2 separate regions of the Rattus norvegicus genome follow, and region 1 is linked to region 2. A link is a contact called in public Hi-C data. All regions are on one chromosome and are shown on one strand. Each heading gives the region's core, a stretch centred on a gene start, on an enhancer-like site or on the middle of the called end of the contact. The rest is flanking DNA. Distances are from core to core; before and after follow the strand shown.

Region 1 (3,812 bases), core at 664-3,163, 140 kb after region 2:
GTGTGTGTATGTGCGTGGTTGATGCCTGTGAGTATGTGTTTGTGATGTGTGTGTGTGTGTTAGAGGAGAAAAATCGCTACAAGTGAAAATGAACTAAATTTCAAATTTCATATCTGTTAACACTATTAAACTTGCTGGTGCCTTTCCTCTCCATGTTCTCCTCAGCCCCTTTTGATTTTCAACAGCCAAGCTGAGTGGTTACTAAGCCAATCCTGAGGGCTTCAAAGTCTCTTGTTTACCACCTAGCTCTTTAGCCAGGAAGTTAGGGGACCCCACACTCTGTCACACCCACAAGCTAAACTACATCTTGTGGAAAATCTTACTTTCTGCTCGAAAACCTGGTTGGTCACTGTCATTTCTCACAGTCAGCTTCCTTTTCCTCTTTTCATCCCTGAGTCTCCCTTTGATCTTAACTTTATTAAGGAGTTTTCAGATTTGAGGATTCGTGGAGAAGTAAGTCTTTTCTTGAACAAAAAAAAGGGGGGGGGTGCTGCAGTCTTGTCCAGATAGCGTGTTCTAGCTGCAAATTATTGGTTTAATTATTTCCACCAGCTTTCTGTATCTGTTTTCAGTCCCAAATGGTTACACAGAGCTATCTGAACTACCCAACCCCCTCCCTGCCCTCAGCAGGCTTGCCTTCTAACTAAACCCCAGCAAATCGAAATCACTCCAAGCATGAGACACCACTGTTACCTTCTACAAAGTGGTCCCAGCTACGTCAGCAAGACTTCTGAGACACCTTCATTAGATGTGGAGGTGCCTACCAGTAATCCAGCGCTCAGAAAACCGAAGCTGGAGGATTGTGAGTTTGAAGTTAGCCTGGGCTAATGGTGAGTTGCTGGCCAGCCTAGGTACAGGGTAAGATTGCCTCGAAGAAGCAAAGGAGCCATACCTGTTATCTCAGCTTTGAGTTCCACGGTGAGGCTCTGCCTACCAACAAACCAAGCAGCCAAAGGAACAGGCAGTGCTCTCTTTGCAAGCAATTCTGATAAACTAACTTTTAGGGGTTGGGGGCCAGGGGGATTCTACCTTTTCCTGACAATGTAGGCAAAGCCCCAAGTCTTGGCTGCACAAAGTTCACCTCCACTTGGTAAACTGTTTAGACCTAATTCTGAATACACGTCCTAAAAGCACAAACTCACATAAAGAACGCCTGGATTCCGACATGGCTAAAATGCACAGCCTCTTTGTGGTGTTGATGAGAATAAACATTCTCACGTGCATGGCGGACCATCAGCCTGAAGATGACGACAAGACTGCTGATGTCACAAACAAGCCCCTATGGGGCAGTCAGAGAGCCGCCGCGGGGTACCATTTTCAGAGCAGTCCCTTCAAAGCATCAGTTGCGTTCGCATTTTTTAGAAGTGACTCATAGCCTCAAGTCAGATTCTGCTCAGAAGCCAGGTCCCTTCCTCTCCTTCCAGCACCTTCGGATTGAGGTAGCATTGGCAAGAGCCATTTCAATGACCCCCACCCTGGAACCCTTGGGAGGCTCAGAACAGAGCAGTGGAGACCCCTCGAAGTTAGACCAGCCTAGGATGCGGTGGCTGTCGGCCGGGCAGGCCACGGGTGGCCCTCCAGTCCCAAACCCGAGGTCCTCAGCGCCCGGCGAGCAGCTGGAGCGCTGAGCTGCGCTGACCCAGATGAGCACTGCCCCAGCGCCCGGATCCCCGCATCCCAGGTCCTCACTTCCCTTGTCCTCGAATCTGGGTGGCCTTAGATCCCTGAGTCCGCTTCGCCTTTCTTCCCCGCGTCCTGGCCATCACCCACTCTACCCGGGGCACGCAACTTGCGAGCGACAGCCTCGGGGTGCCCGGCGCCCAGGCAAGCCCCCCCATTCTCCCCGCCCCTCCGCGCTCCAGCCTGACCTGCTGTACAGCCCAGGTCCCAGCTTCGGTGATGCAAAGCCAGCTCCGGCCACTCGCGCCCTCCTCCCGCAGGCCCTGTGCTGCCTCCGCCTCCCCCCTGCACGGGAGCCCGAGTCGGTCACGCTGCTCGCGGGGAGAGTCGCCCGCGGCTTCCGGCAGCTCCAAATACAGACGCGCACGGGAGGGGCCGGGAGCACCCAGCCGAGGGCGGGGGTGGCTAGGAAGGGATCAGAGAGGAGGCACAGATGGGCCGTGGGAGAAGAGAGATAGGAGGGCAGAGGCGATCGCTGGTGCAAGCAGGAAATGCCTTCACCTCCTCCTGCAGGTTTGCAAAGAGTTCTGAAAAGGTCTGGCAGCCCCTGACAGGGCTTAGGAGTGGGTAGAGATGCACAGTGACCCACACAAAAAGAGGGATAATGAGGCCCAACTTGAATGCCCTCCAACTCAAAAGGATAAAGGGGTGCAGATGCGTTGTAAATCGGGGGCAAGTAATTTATATACAGAAACTTTAAAAAGTCATCTGATTATTTAGAAACGAACAGAACCATGGCCAACCTACTTAATCAACTGTTTACTTGTAGACACTGCCCCTTCTTCTGTATGCATGGAGCGCTTCTCTCTGGTTAGTGTAATTAGAGAGGATTGATTTTCGATTTTCCTTGGAGTCTGGAATACTGGACATGAAGTTCTTCAGTGAATGAATGCCAGGGGAAACAGCAAATGAAACGGAGGGGGTGGGGAAGAGAAATGTAATAGCTTATGTTCTTTTGTTTAAGTTTTAAGTACGTGTCCCTAGCTGCCGTGGGACTTGTTATGTAGACCAGGCTGTTCTTGAACTCACAGGCATCCTTCTGCCTCTGTCTCTAGAGTGCTGGGATTAATGATGTGCACCACCATGCTTGGCCCTACACATATACTAAAAGCAAAACCTCTCAAAATAGTGTGGTAAAGGGGATTCTGGTAAAGCCAGTGTTCCCTGTTGTCTTAGTTAGGGTTTTATTGCTGTGAACAGACACCATGACCATAACGACTCTTAAAAAAGGAAACATTTCACTGGGGCTGGGTATCAGTTCAGAGGTTCAGTTCATTTTCCTCATGGCTGGAAGCCTGGTGGCATGCAGGCAGGCAGGGTGCTGGAGAAGCATCTTGACCTCCAGGCAGACTGTCTACCACACTGGGCATAGCTTGACCATATGACACCTCAGAGCCAACCTCTGCAGTGACTCACTTCCGTCAGCAAGGCCACACCTCCTAAAAGTGCCACTCCCTATAGGCCTATGAGCCAATTACATTCAAACTACCACATCTGTCAAGGTTAAAAAAAATATCATGCTTAACTCAGCTCTGTGTGTTATTAAAAGCTCACAACTGGGAAGCCATTCCTGGCGGGCACCTCTTCACTCTCTTTTGTCTGGAGTAAAGGGAAGCCTGTTTATTATTCATTCTGACGCACGTGCTTTGAATGAACACACACAGATAGACTGGGTTTCTGAGACAAGGATATAGGCCAGACTGGCATAAGACCCAGTCCCTAAACTCAACGGGCAATCCTCCTGCTTCCACCTCCTAAATGCTGAGATTACAGGCAGGCATCAGACCTGTGATGCTCCAACTTCCACAGTTACCACAGAACGCTTCTTCTTCCTTAGTCCAGCTGTCCTCCTATGTCTGGGGAACTGGTCCCAGGGCCTGCTGCAGATACCAAGATCTGAAGATGTGTAAGGCTGCCGTATAAAATGGCACTGCATTTGCACACTTCTGCAAACTTCTTGCCTGCTGATCATGTCCTGATGGCTTACGGTACCCAATACAGTCAAAATGCCATGTAAACAGTGCATTGCCATGTATTGTTTGTGTGTGGTGGCCAAAGACAGGAATGACTGAAGCATGTTTGGTGTCGTCAACCCTACTCTAATGTCTGTTCTTCTTTATATAGGATAAGAG
Region 2 (3,904 bases), core at 1,017-3,516:
CCAAAGGAAGTCCTGAGGTAAATGGATAATCTCTGCTTACGGAAGTCAACCTGTCTGCTGACTGCAGCCTGTGGACAGCTGGTAAGCCGCCCTCCAAGCCGATGTGGCCCTTCTCTTGAAAGCAACTTGCTGACTCTCTTGTTTGCTGCCTTCTCCTGTCCTGCCTGCCCAGTTAAACTTCGAATTCTCTACGTGTTCGTTTCCACGTAGTAAGGATGGGCAGATCTGCTGTACTTCAGAATCTAAGAGAGGAGATTAACTCAACCTTACTCAACGTTGACATGGGTGGACGTCTAATGGGGTCCTTCTAGAAACTGCTTCGCTGGGGAGAGGACGTAAAGAAATGAAGTTCTGGCTGAATGACTTGGGCTAGTATTTCTAAATGGAGAGTTCAGTGGGCCGATGGTTGGAGGACTTACTTGGGAGCCTGCTAAGAATCAAGATTCTGGGGCTGGGGAGATGGCTCGGTGGGTAAGGTGCTTGTCTGTCTAAGCAGGAGGGCCTGAGTTTGAATCCCCTAAAACCCAAACATAAACCATGCCTGCAGTCTCGACCCTTCTAGGATAAGATGGAGGGAGGAAAGAATAACCCCCAGACGCTTAGAGAGTGGTGAACAAGAAACCCTGTCTCAAAAAGATTGGAGGAAGGCAAGGACTACCTGAGGTTTTCCTCTGACCCCCACATGTGTCATGACATGAATGTATACTGCACATACAAAGAACCCGGATTCTGGGCCCCATTTTGAGGCTCTTGAACCCAACCTTAGGTTTTTCTAGAGTTTTGAGCCCTTTCTGTTGAGCTTCCTAGTAGACCCTTATGTTAAGAGGAGCATTAGAATATTTTTTGGCTTCCTCACTCACCTGCCTGTTCTGCTGTCTTCAACGGAAGCTCATGAGATGGTAGTGATGAGCCCCCTCTCCAAGAACACTAACATGAACATGCCACAAAAGCCTTTCTGGGCAGGGTTTTGGAAGGTACTTACATAATCGTCACCCTGAGGGACCAGGACATTCATCTCGGACGACTTGGCGCTCACGATCTCACAGTCTAGCGCATCTTTACTGAGGTACAGGTGGCATCCTTCTGTCTTATTAATGGAGATTGTTGGCACTCTCCCCATTACCTAAGGGAAAAAATGGGACCAAAGCAAAGAAATAAAAATGACCATGTGCCCAAGCAGGTACTCTCCAGAGTTCCTCCTGAGTTTATGATTAGGACTCATGGGGGCAGTATGTACTCTCTGCTCTCTGTCTGTCTGTCTGTCTGTCTGTCTGTCTGTCTGTCTGTCTGTCTCTTGTCTCCCTCTCTCTCCCTCTCCTGTCTCTGTCTATATGTGTGTGTCTGTTTCTGTTTGTCTCTGTATGTCTCTCTCCCGCTCTGTGTGTGTGTGTTTGTATGTATGTGACCATGTCCGTGTCCGTGTCCATGTCCGTGTGTGTGTGTGTGTGTCCGTGTGTGTGTGTAAGTGTCATCTGAGGACAGAGTGAAATGACTATACATGGGAGAATCCCAAACAGGCAGCGTTTCTCTTTCTTGAGGTGAAATTAAGGGATTAATTTGGAGGCAGCAGCTAAAATGTTCAGAAAAGCCCCACAACCCGCTAGCGAATCCGAAACGCCTATCTGATTCCGTGATAAGAGAAACAGGACTCATTTGCTTAAAATTTAAGTTTTGACAGTTATCTCTGAGACTGGGGCTAAAACAAATATCCATACAGACGGCAAACAATAAGATTAATTTCAAATAGAAGCCAGGTAGACTGTTCCCAAACTTCAGAATAAGTAAGAAATACTCCAATTCTTCTCATGTAAGTCACTGGCCGGATAAGAGTCTGAGGGCTAAAGGTGAAGTTCAACTGAGATAGGGGTCCAGGCATCTCAAAATGCACTCATTTCAGGAGCTCAAACTGAGGACATTCACCCAGATAATCGGGACCCTCGAGCAAGAGGAGGCAGTGCTTTGTAAGGTTCACAAGTATCTGAGTCCAGTAAAAAATTCAGATGAGTTTTAAGTTTCTCTTCTAACAATCCATTTTCAAACCTTCCCACAATGCCCACAGGGATATACCATTCTCCCAAAGACTTCATTACAACTCTAGAAGTTTCCTTCTTGTAATGGTAATTGAAGCAATAAAGACATCTCTCCTTTCAACCAGAAGAAAAGGCTGGTTTGCAAACCAAAGGAACACATTCTGTCTGTGGCCCAGGTGCCCTGAAGAATTCCTTGTGGGGCGTCTAGCCAGTCATCTGGCTTCTCCTCCTCTTGCTCCACAGAAACTGGATACTGAGTTGGAATTGAAGCCCAAATCAAGAGAACGGTCCAGCTGGGTCATTCAAGGTCAGGCAAGTACAGGCAAGGCTCTGCTTGAGATAATATAGTATATATGCAGGTCTGTCTGTCTGTCTGTCTCTCTCTCTCTGTCTGTCTCTCTCTGTCTGTCTCTCTCTGTCTCTATGTGTATGTGTGTGAGAGAGACAGAGAGATAGAGAGAATGAGACTGTATCTCTGTGTCTCTGTGTGCATGCATGTATGTGTGTGTGTCTGTTTTAAAAATGTGCCTAATCATGTTTTCCTGACTTCTAGATTTCTTTATGATACGAGGATGAAAGCATCTGTGTGCCAGCCTGAAGCCCACGGATATCTCCGGCCAAGCTAAGGAAAGTAGGAGCTACCAGTGACTCCTGGAGAGTTGGCTTATGAATATTATTACTCAGTAATAATTAAAAAAAAATTTTCCCTGACGGTGGTTGTCTCTTTCCCAATCTGTATGTTTTCCTAGAACATTTTTGCAAAAAAAAAGATTGCCAGGCCAAATTATATGAACTTTAGCTTTTTTTTTCCTCCCTTTTCTTTAAATAACATTAGTGTTGCAAAATCTGAAATTATACGAACCACCCATTTTTAAGTGTACAACTGGATGCTATTCATAAATGTACAGAGTTGTGCAATTGGGACTACAAGCCAGTTTTAGAATCGTTCCACCATTCTAAAAATATCCCTAATGGCCACTTACAGTTGATCCCCATCTCAGCCCCAGGCAGGTAAGTGATTTCTGCTTCAGTTGTGCCCAGGCCCTTTTCAGACAATTTACTAGGCACTTTAACTAGGTAATGACACTCTCTTGGTTTGAGCATCCAGAAATTCACTAAGTGTCCTATCAGCTGTTTCTCTTGTCTCGGAGACAATTGCTCCTTCCATCTCCTACCACAGACAACCAATGGTTCACCCTTCCCAAAGTAACTGTTCAAAGTGCACAGTTCATATCCTTAAAAATGTAACAAGCTATTTCCGGCATGGAAACATGCAAAGAGTAATAGATACATATACGCTCTACAACAACTTTATCAGTGCTACATTCTCCCACATTCCCTTTTGGTGTGTTTGAATGTTTCCCTCCCTCCCTCCCTCCCTCCCTCCCTCCCTCCCTCCCAACAGGGTGTCATGTAGCCTAGGTTGGCCTTGGACTCACTTTGGGACCAAAGATGGCTTTGAATTGCTGTTCCTTCTCTTGTCTCTACCTCCTAAGTGCTTTCGTCAGGGGTGTTACACCGGGCTTTACTGTGTGTGTTAGGTTGGTTTTGAGATTGGGTTAGCCTGGATGGAGCTTGCTCTACAGATCAAACCGGCCTCTAACGGCATGGAGTCCTCCCAAGTACTGGGGTCACAGGTGTGCAGCACACACTCAACTACTGTCGCCCCCCAACCCCCGACTCCCAAGAACTAAAATCTCCCACGATCACGGACGTCCCCTGGATACTGTCGTCGTCTACTCCACTTTCCCTCTCTTCCCCCTACTTCTCTCCTCCCTGTATGTAACTACTCTCCTGGCTTTTTGTTGTTATTTAAAAAAACAATTGTTTCTTTTTTGTTTGTTTGCTTATGATCTGTCTATTGGGTGAAGTGC

What was found. A called contact is a pair of places that touch in the nucleus more often than the background predicts.
Region 1: a contact with region 2 is called in a Hi-C map of psoas muscle, with 3 times the contacts expected there. The contact joins the promoter of Cap2 here to the enhancer-like site in region 2. A contact is called at or near these places in 2 of 12 Hi-C or Micro-C datasets (prefrontal cortex and psoas muscle) and 1 of 1 datasets of contacts at active chromatin or transcription factors (oligodendrocytes).

Annotation. Positions count from the first base shown.
Region 1 is chr17:18,407,650-18,411,461 of GRCr8, forward strand. Cap2 (cyclase associated actin cytoskeleton regulatory protein 2) reads right to left here and starts at 1,914. Exons shown (of 13, transcript NM_053874.1): 1 at 1,869-1,914. LOC120097855 (a long non-coding RNA gene) reads left to right here and starts at 1,305. Exons shown (of 2, transcript XR_010059109.1): 1 at 1,305-1,439.
Region 2 is chr17:18,265,090-18,268,993 of GRCr8, forward strand. Cap2 (cyclase associated actin cytoskeleton regulatory protein 2) reads right to left here. Exons shown (of 13, transcript NM_053874.1): 12 at 983-1,123. Among named protein-coding and RNA genes, the nearest start is that of Fam8a1, 25 kb to the left of the region's middle. Within about 2 kb of position 2,267, at least 3 of the 93 cell types and tissues checked have an H3K27ac peak or open chromatin away from gene starts, as enhancers often do.